3 separate regions of the Mus musculus genome follow, and regions 1 and 3 are each linked to region 2. A link is a contact called in public Hi-C and HiChIP or PLAC-seq data. All regions are on one chromosome and are shown on one strand. Each heading gives the region's core, a stretch centred on a gene start, on an enhancer-like site or on the middle of the called end of the contact. The rest is flanking DNA. Distances are from core to core; before and after follow the strand shown.

What was found. A called contact is a pair of places that touch in the nucleus more often than the background predicts. HiChIP or PLAC-seq counts read pairs in DNA pulled down with a chosen protein or histone mark.
Region 1: a contact with region 2 is called in a Hi-C map of B cells, with 18 read pairs. The contact joins the promoter of Chtf18 here to the promoter of BC003965 in region 2. A contact is called at or near these places in 3 of 39 promoter capture datasets (the HPC-7 cell line, frontonasal cranial neural crest and hippocampal neurons), 5 of 484 Hi-C or Micro-C datasets (B cells, embryonic stem cells, muscle stem cells and 2 more), 12 of 115 datasets of contacts at active chromatin or transcription factors (acute myeloid leukemia, astrocytes, bone marrow-derived macrophages and 8 more) and 3 of 9 other capture datasets (embryonic stem cells, macrophages and pancreatic islet).
Region 3: a contact with region 2 is called in a FOXA1 HiChIP or PLAC-seq map of pancreatic cancer cells. The contact joins the promoter of Slc9a3r2 here to the promoter of BC003965 in region 2.

Annotation. Positions count from the first base shown.
Region 1 is chr17:25,726,121-25,728,820 of GRCm38.p6, reverse strand. Chtf18 (CTF18, chromosome transmission fidelity factor 18) reads left to right here and starts at 1,406. Exons shown (of 22, transcript NM_145409.2): 1 at 1,406-1,574; 2 at 1,701-1,880; 3 at 1,973-2,120; 4 at 2,272-2,446. The coding sequence starts at 1,484. Rpusd1 (RNA pseudouridylate synthase domain containing 1) reads right to left here and starts at 1,104. Exons shown (of 6, transcript NM_028009.4): 1 at 974-1,104; 2 at 430-618; 3 at 175-298. The coding sequence starts at 611.
Region 2 is chr17:25,183,173-25,185,872 of GRCm38.p6, reverse strand. It overlaps BC003965 (cDNA sequence BC003965), which reads right to left and starts at 1,312. Exons shown (of 2, transcript NM_183150.2): 1 at 1,233-1,312; 2 at 1-1,153. The coding sequence starts at 1,264. The coding sequence ends at 775.
Region 3 is chr17:24,648,872-24,651,571 of GRCm38.p6, reverse strand. Slc9a3r2 (solute carrier family 9 (sodium/hydrogen exchanger), member 3 regulator 2) reads left to right here and starts at 1,267. Exons shown (of 7, transcript NM_023055.2): 1 at 1,267-1,634. The coding sequence starts at 1,422.

The DNA.
Region 1 (2,700 bases), core at 157-2,656, 540 kb before region 2:
GAGCAAGGACATCACATGCAGCTCACTGGGCCACACTGTCATCTCTGAGAGGAATGTGGCTGAGCTCTAGATAGGCACATAAGCCTGGCACGGAGCTTCAGTTGAGAGGCCTGCTGGAGTAGGCTGTGAGCCTTGGGTCTCCACACAGCATCCCAGGAACTGGCCAGGACTTACCAGTGCCAGGTAGGCTTTGGTGACTCGCCGTTCCTTGAAGCATTTATAAGCACTGCCCGCAGCTGCCTTATTCAGGGCTACGCACAGTGCCCCACTGGTGGAGAAGTCCAGCTGGTGGCAGAACCTGGGAACGGGCAGAAGAGCAGCAGTGGCTGGACCCTGTGGTGCTCTGGTTAGCACCTTTGTGGCAGAGTCCAGTGTCCCAGCATCCTTTGGAAGGATGCTGCAGTGGGGCTCTCCATGTTGGCTGTGTACCTGAACCCATAGCAGGTGTCAGGGTCAGCCAGCTCTGGGAAGTGGTGTCGGAGCTGCTTCTGTAGGGTCAGGGTCTCCCGCCAGGTCTTGCTATCAATGCGCAGGTCCCAGTGCTTGTTCACCACCAGGAAGTCGCTGCTCTGGTACACGATGGACAGATTTTCCATGCTGCCAGGCTCCATGGTGGGGCTGCACGCAGGTGGGAGTGAGCCTGGGGTAGGAGGGTGCCTGACCTGGTCTTCAAGTACTGTACACACTTACTGGGGCCAGAACCTGCTGGAACCCTTTATGTCTTCCACAAGGGCCCATGCCAGGGGTGTCAGCTCCGGAATGGGAGTCTGGCCAAGGTCAGGTGATTCTGACTTGCCATGGACTCAGGGTTAGGGAGCTCTCCCTGACTTGAAGTGGAATAAACAGCCTGGTTGTCCAGCTCACGCCTACACACTTCACGCTAGGTTATTGCCCAGGACCACCCAGGACTTCAAGCGCTCCCTAACTTGCCTCCCACCAGCCTGTGACCACAGGCAGACCCTTTAGGACTTACCTGCAACAGGGCCAAGGGACCAGGATGTCAATTCTCAGCTCTGCATCCAACCTCGCTTCCCTATACTAGGAACCAGGTCTTGGCCTGGCTGGCGCGCAGCTCCGCCTTTTCACCCTGCCCATTCCACTTTCCTAATGGATGGTCGTACTGGCCAATGGCATTCCGGGCCTGGAGCTCCGCCCACTGAAGAATGGTAAGGCCCTACCCGAATAGTCTGCGCACGCGCTTTTTTAGTCCCACCTATTTCCCCGCCTCCCCCACGGATTACTTACTGTACAGGCCAATAGAAAGCGTTCTTGATCCTCCACTCCAACCATTGAACTATTATTCCTCTCCTCCCGCCCTCTGGGAGTAAGACCCGCCCTTCCCCGCTGGCCAATGGCGGGCGCCTCTGGGAACGTCGGCTGTTGATTGGCGGTATTGGAGGCTCTCGGGGCGGGGTAGCGCGCGGTGGCGGCGGCGCGGGAAGTTCTGAGGGACTCTGAGCTGTGGGAGTTGTGGTCTGGCTCCATGGAAGACTACGAGGAAGATCTGTATGGTGTGGAGGATGATTTCCAAAACCAGTTCGCAGCTGAGCTCGAAGTGCTGGCTGAGCTGGAAGGTGGGCGCGGGTCCTGGGTCGTGGCTGCATCCTGCTGCAGCATGGAGAGCTGTGTGGATGGGATTGGTAACGGCTGGGAGTTCGCTTCTTAATGTGTGTTGCTGCTATCAACCTCTGTCTCAGCAGGAACACGGGACCAGGCTCCTCCTGGGACCCTCCAAACTCCAGCGAGCCGCCCTCCGCTAACCTTCGAAGAGGCCATCGCTGGTGGGGACACTGTCCCGCGTCCCTGCCCTGCAGGGTCGCCAGGAAATGTCAACCGCAATACTAGAAAGAATGTTCGTAGGGACCAGCCCGCGCCCTCCAGTATGTCCGATTGGGGACTGAGCACTTAAAGTCGGGGAATTCTGAGGATCAGTTTTCTATTCTTTCACCTCTTTCTGCCTCTGTCTCTGCAGGCCCCATGGTCAAACGACCCAGGTTGGACGTGGTGAAGAAGCTGAACTTTGAGCCAGATATGGAGGAGCTCTTATATCCAGATTCCCCTCCTGGGGACATTACCCCTCCACCGAGTCCAGAGGTCTTCCCTGAGATGTTGGATGCTGGGTGTGTTGCTTAAGGGCATGTAATTCTGACTTGGAAAGCTGCCTGTCCCTGCATGAGGCTCTGGAAGTGGATGTCTATGGGACGGCAAGAGGAGTGAGTGTGGGTCAAGCACCCCATTTGAGAGTGACAGGGAGCTGCTTGTCTCTCCTAGGTATTCAGATGCTAATGCTGACAAAGACCTCATGCAGACATTGCCAAGTCCCCGAAATCGCAATCCTGTCCTGAGACGGCCTCCTATCTTAGAAGATTATATCAATGTGACATCCACAAGTGGAGAACGGGCCTTTTTGGTGCTTCGGGCTGACCTCATAGGCCCTGGGGTGCAGGTGTGTGGCCATAGCATGGGGTTTGCCATGGTATTGGTTCTTTTATGTTGCCAATAGGCTCTCAGCAGGTTCTGAGGCCAGTTTCACCTATCTGAATTGCTAGAAACAGGCACGCCAGGTAGTCCAGTGTTGGAAACAGCAGTGCTACTTTTGAGGCTACGTGGCCTTAGAGTGCCGCCTTGTACCCCATATATTAGCTTTCTGTTTTTCTTTTCCTCTTCACCTTAAAGCTGACTTCCCTTGGACCAGGCCCA
Region 2 (2,700 bases), core at 63-2,562:
TGTTTTGTTTTGTTTGAGACAGGCCCTCCCTACGTAGCCCAAGCAGACCCCAAACTTAGGATCCTCCTGCCTCAGTTTCATAAGTGTTGAGATGACAAGCATACCCTACCACTTCTGTCAAGTTTTTAAGTTCTCATGTGGGAATGAAGAGCAGAAGAGAAAAAAAAAAAAAAAAAGATGGCAGCAGAAGCAGGAAGCAGGCTGATATCTAAGTCTACAGCAAGGCTGGTTTACATAGCCAGTTCTAGGCCTGCCAGAGCTAAATAGGGGGACTGTGTTTCAAAACAAAAAAACCAAAGCCTACTTGATGATGAAAGGGGAGGTGAGAAAATTGAGTTCATTAGACTTTACCAAATGTATTTTCCATTTGTTAGTTTTTAAAATAGCTTCAACTGATGTTGCACACATATAGGTAATTACACTTCAGCAGTTAGTCTGTCTCGGAAAGCGAATGAACTGCAGGTAACACCTCCACCAGATGAACGCTGGAAACATGATTAGGCTGTATGAACACATCATAACTCAAGAGCATAAGGTGCACCCAAAACCTTTTCTAGGAACCTCAAAAGTTCTATGGACGTAATCACTGGGCATTGGTGTTCGGCAAAGATCAGATTTCAAGCCTCCAACTTTGTGCTGTGTTCTTGTGTCTCAGCGCCAAGAGCGCCATCCAAGTCCTTTAAGCAACGAGGACATGCGCAGAACCAGTTCAGAAATCGTCAAATTCAACAACGAAAGGACGGCTGCCTAGTCCCTTCCTCAGCACGCACCCTGTTACGTTCTAGCCCCGTAGAGGGCCGGAGCTTCAAGCTCCTCCGGAGGACCTTCCGGCTCCTCCTCGTCCTCCTCTTCCAACACCTGCCTCAACCACAGGTCCATGCCGCTCTCCTCCCTCTGGTAGCACCATACAACCAGAGCCACGAGTGTGAGGGTGAGCGGCAGCACTTTCCACCAGGGCCGCTGCTGCGGCTTCCCCAGGGAATGCTCCACGGTCCAGCGGATCGGGGTGGCTTTGCTGCCGGAAAATTGGATCGGGAGGTTGGGGTCGTCGTCCTCCTCTTCCCTGTCTGCAGGCTGAGCTGGAGACCGGCCACGGGGCGGCGGATGCAAACTTCGCGAAGCCCAGCCCACGAGCCGCAGAGCCCGGACCGCTCTGGAAGAGAGACAGCAGTAAGCGTCCCGGAGCCACGGCCACCTCCCACCCTCACGCACCGGCACCTCACGGCTCTCACCCCGCAGCCCGTGAGCACAGGACACTGTTCATAGCGACCTCGACTCGCACGCTGAGGCGCACCGCGCTTTCGTCACTTCCGTCGCACAAAACCGGAAGCCGAACTTCACATCCAATTTCACGACTACAAAACGTGGGTCCAGCGGCGCAACGGAAATGATGCATTTCCTCTCGCTAGCTCTTCCGTCTCCGGCCTCGCCCTGATCACTATCTGGACGACTTACGGGTTTGTGTCGTTCTGGGTCCTTCCATTGAGACCTGATCCGGCGCGGCGGATTGAAAGTGAAGCAGACTCGGTTCTCCGAAGAGCTTGGCCCGAGGCTGTTTAGTGTGATGCCCAAGGACTTGAGAACCCGTGGCATCTGCTGGCTTCTTTCCAGGACCATCGTCCGGGAGGGACTTGGTCCCTGTTCTCCATGAGCGCATCTTCCAGTCTTAGCGCTCCATCCGAGCTCTCAGGCACGGAGGCGGGAAACCCTCGCGCCTTAAACGCCTCCCGGCCTGGCCGTCCCTTTGAAAAGGCTTGTAGAAACATCACCTCCACCTAGACTATCCCAGGTCCCCAGAATCCATTTGCCTTCAGGAAGAATGGAAATGGCTCTGTGTAGACCATAGGCTGACCAGATCTCGGACAGCCTACAGGGAGGCGATTCTGAAATTACACTCCCATAGCTAACGTGCACCTGGCCTTTTGATCTGGAAGCTGATTGAAGCTCTGCATCGTCAGAATCAGCCAGGCAACCTTGTAATCCCAATACTGTGGAGGCAGATAGAAGAGAATCACTGGTCCCAAGTACTACACAGCTTAACATCAACCCAATTTAAAATACAAAAAAAAAAAAAAAAAAAAGAGGATCAGCCCTAAAGGTGTCTGTCTTCTTAGTACCTGTGCTGTGTAGAAGCTAGAGTGAGTTATATTACACCTGGTCTTACCGCAGGGCTCAATAATGATTATCACTCCGATTTTATTCTTGATCTGTAAACCAGTGACATGAATAAAAACAAAAAAACACCTCTTCCTCTATCTCATGGGGCTGTGAGTTCCTTTCTGGGCAAGCAGAGTCCCCATGATTTATTTTGCTCAGGAGGGTGTCTGAGGGCACCACAGCATGCATGACAAGGGAGAAGTTAGGCAGGAAAAGGACCCTTCAGCCTTTGGCTGTTAGTGATGTAGATATTCCTGCTAGAGTGAGGGCCAGTCTTACACAGCACTCCAAGAAGGTAGAGGGTGCCCTCACTAGGCAGCATAGAGGGGAGACACACAACTCACAGTGCAGCAACCTGGCTCCTGAAGACATGAAGTTCAGCTACAAAAACCCAGCCCAACTGTCCTGTCTTCACTTGAAACTCCTCTGCTGGGGGACTGGACTTGAACTTCTCCCCATGCAGGGAAATAGGGGTCTGATATCAATTGGATCCAGAAGCTTGGGGGGGAAATTTACACCTGTTGCAACTGCAGGATTTGGGAG
Region 3 (2,700 bases), core at 18-2,517, 530 kb after region 2:
AAAGTATCCTCAGCCTAAGTGCCTTTTAGGAGCAGCAGCTAGGGTGTGGGTACCCAAGGGGCTGCTGCTGAGAGGTGGGTCCTAGTGCTTGGGTGGGGGTTGAAAGCCTCAGCTAAGGGTTCTGGAGAGAGGGGAGGGAGAGGAGAACACTGAGCTAGGACTGCTTCTCCTATCCACATGGGGAACTGTCTGAGCTGGCTGTACCTGACGCCGGGGGACCAGGTAAGTGAGGAGCTGTGGGCTGGGGAGAAGCAGGCTGTGGGTAAGCCTGGATCTCAGCTGTCTTATGTGTTGGGAGGATGCTTCAAGGTGAAAGTGCAGTCTCACAGTACTGGACTCTAGCAGAGGGTTTTCTCTAGGCCTCAGTTTCCTGATCTGTAAAATGGTCAGTTTTCTCTAGGGCTGTTTTTTGGAAAACCATATAGGAATGCATAAGGGGTTTTCAGTGGGACTATTTTCCTGTAAGAGTAGATGAGAATTTCATCAATTGTAAATCTAAGTGCATTGGGACTATAGACTTAGGAACCGGCGTTGGGAGCCCTGTGGGGCTTAATTTGGGACAGCTGATCACCACCTAGAGCTCAGGGACCAAAGTCCTCAGTACGGTTCATACTAGGTCAAGAGGAAGACAGCACACACCTCCCATTTCTGCCAGATAAACTCATGTTCCCAAAAAGCAGGGAATACAGGAGACAGGATGTTTAATGGACAAACACTTCCTGGGAAGAACAAGGGGACACCTATTTGCTGTCCTTGGTTGCCTAAAGACAAAGACCTTGGTTGCCGTGGTGTCTCTTTAAATTCTTATTCTTGCCTGTTGCTCTTTGGGTCGGGACAAGACAACTTCGGGGATCTAGAGGGAGCAGGCAGAACACTCCTGGTAGGTAGAGGGTGGGGTGCATCCCGAGGAAAGGGCGCAGTGGCCCTTGCACTTCCCCTCTGGCCTCTGTGTAGAGTGTCTCTGACAAGAGGCTTCCCATTTCTGGAACCTCTCTCACTGTACCATATGCAGGTGTCCAAAAAAGTGGTTCCTGGACAGAAGTCAAAGGTGCTGGCGCTACGGAGGGTGGCCAAAATGGGTTAAGATAGGACTCCCAGGGACTCGAGGGTTGCCTGACCAAGCAATCCCACTCCTTGGTCCTAGGGTTTCTGGGCGCCCAGGCAGGGGCCTAGCTAGCGGGGCTTGGGTTAGGGCGGGGGCAGCCAGGAGGGCGGGGAAGGGGCGGGCGCGGGGGCGGCGCTGCAGCAGGAGCAGGGGCCAGGGCCAGAGCCGAAGCCGGAGCCCGAGGCGACGCGAGCTGAGCAGGAGCCACCGAGGCCGCTGCCTGCTCTCCCGCCCGCGCCTCCGCCGCCTCCGCACTCCAGCCTGCGGGTGGTGTGAGCCGTGGCCAGTCGCGGCCGGCCAGGGGGCAGCGGGTGCCATGGCCGCGCTGGAATCGCTGCGGCCCCGCTTGTGTCGCCTGGTGCGCGGAGAGCAAGGGTACGGCTTTCACCTGCATGGCGAGAAAGGCCGCCGTGGCCAGTTCATCCGGCGCGTGGAGCCAGGCTCCCCAGCCGAGGCGGCCGCGCTGCGCGCCGGGGACCGCCTGGTTGAGGTCAACGGCGTCAACGTAGAGGGCGAGACGCATCACCAGGTGGGTCCCTGCGCTGCGCCCCGCCCCCCGGTTCCCTCCTAGGGGCGCGTCCCTACAGCGCTGGCCAAGATGCCTACGACCACCCTTCTGCGTGCCGTATGGTGGGACCCTGCAGGGGTCCCATGGGGGCCTGCTGTTTGGGTGTCGAGGTGTGGGACGTGGCCCGCCAGCTGGCCTCCTGGTGAGGAAGCTCAGTCCTGCACAAGCGGGGGAGGGAGGACATCCTGGTAGGGAGGGGCCGCACTGCGGCTACTCTGGCCAGGGCCCTGGCTGCTTCTGCTAGTTTTGGCCTCCGTGTGCCATGGAGGGGGAGGAGGTGGCTAAGGCACCTTGTGGCCTTGTGGTATAGATGCTTTTCTGTCAGTGTGTGAGTTATGTGTGTGTGCTCTCAGGTCTCTCTGGGGTCATCCATATGAATACACTACCCAAGTGTTCCAGGAGTGGATGAAAACATACTTGTGTCAGGGCTGGAATGTGTGTCTAGGGTTGTGTGGACACATCAGGCATGTGTGCTGGTCTCTCTCTCTCTCTCTCTCTCTCTCTCTCTCTCTCTCTCTCTCTCTCTCTCTCTCTGTGTGTGTGTGCATGTGAGTGTGCGTGTGCGTGCACGCGCTTGCGCCTGCTTACCTGGTTACACTAGTGTACTTTTCATGGGCTTGTGTGTCTGGATCTGGTGGAGTTGGCTCTAGTAGCAGCGATTCCTTGGGCTCAGAAAAAGCCTTTTTCTGGGCGGCTGCCTGGCCCTGTAGAGGTCACTGTATAGCCCTTGCCTGCTGCAGCAGGAGGAAGGAGGAGAGATGATCCACTGGTCTCTCTGCAGGTTCTACCTCTGGAGTGTCTGTATCCCGCTGAGGGGTAGATACAGTTAAGACCATGGTTACACTTCAGCCTCCCTCCACCTTTTCTGTTCTGGAACCCTAGTACCACTAAGTCCATGACCTATGGGAGTGGTTAGTCCTGAGGCCTGGAGAAAGCAGTGGTTCCTTGCTGGACTGAGTTGAACTTCTATCTCCCCAGCGACCAGTAGGTAGACTACAGTGACCCCTGGATTTGGTTGTGTGCTGAA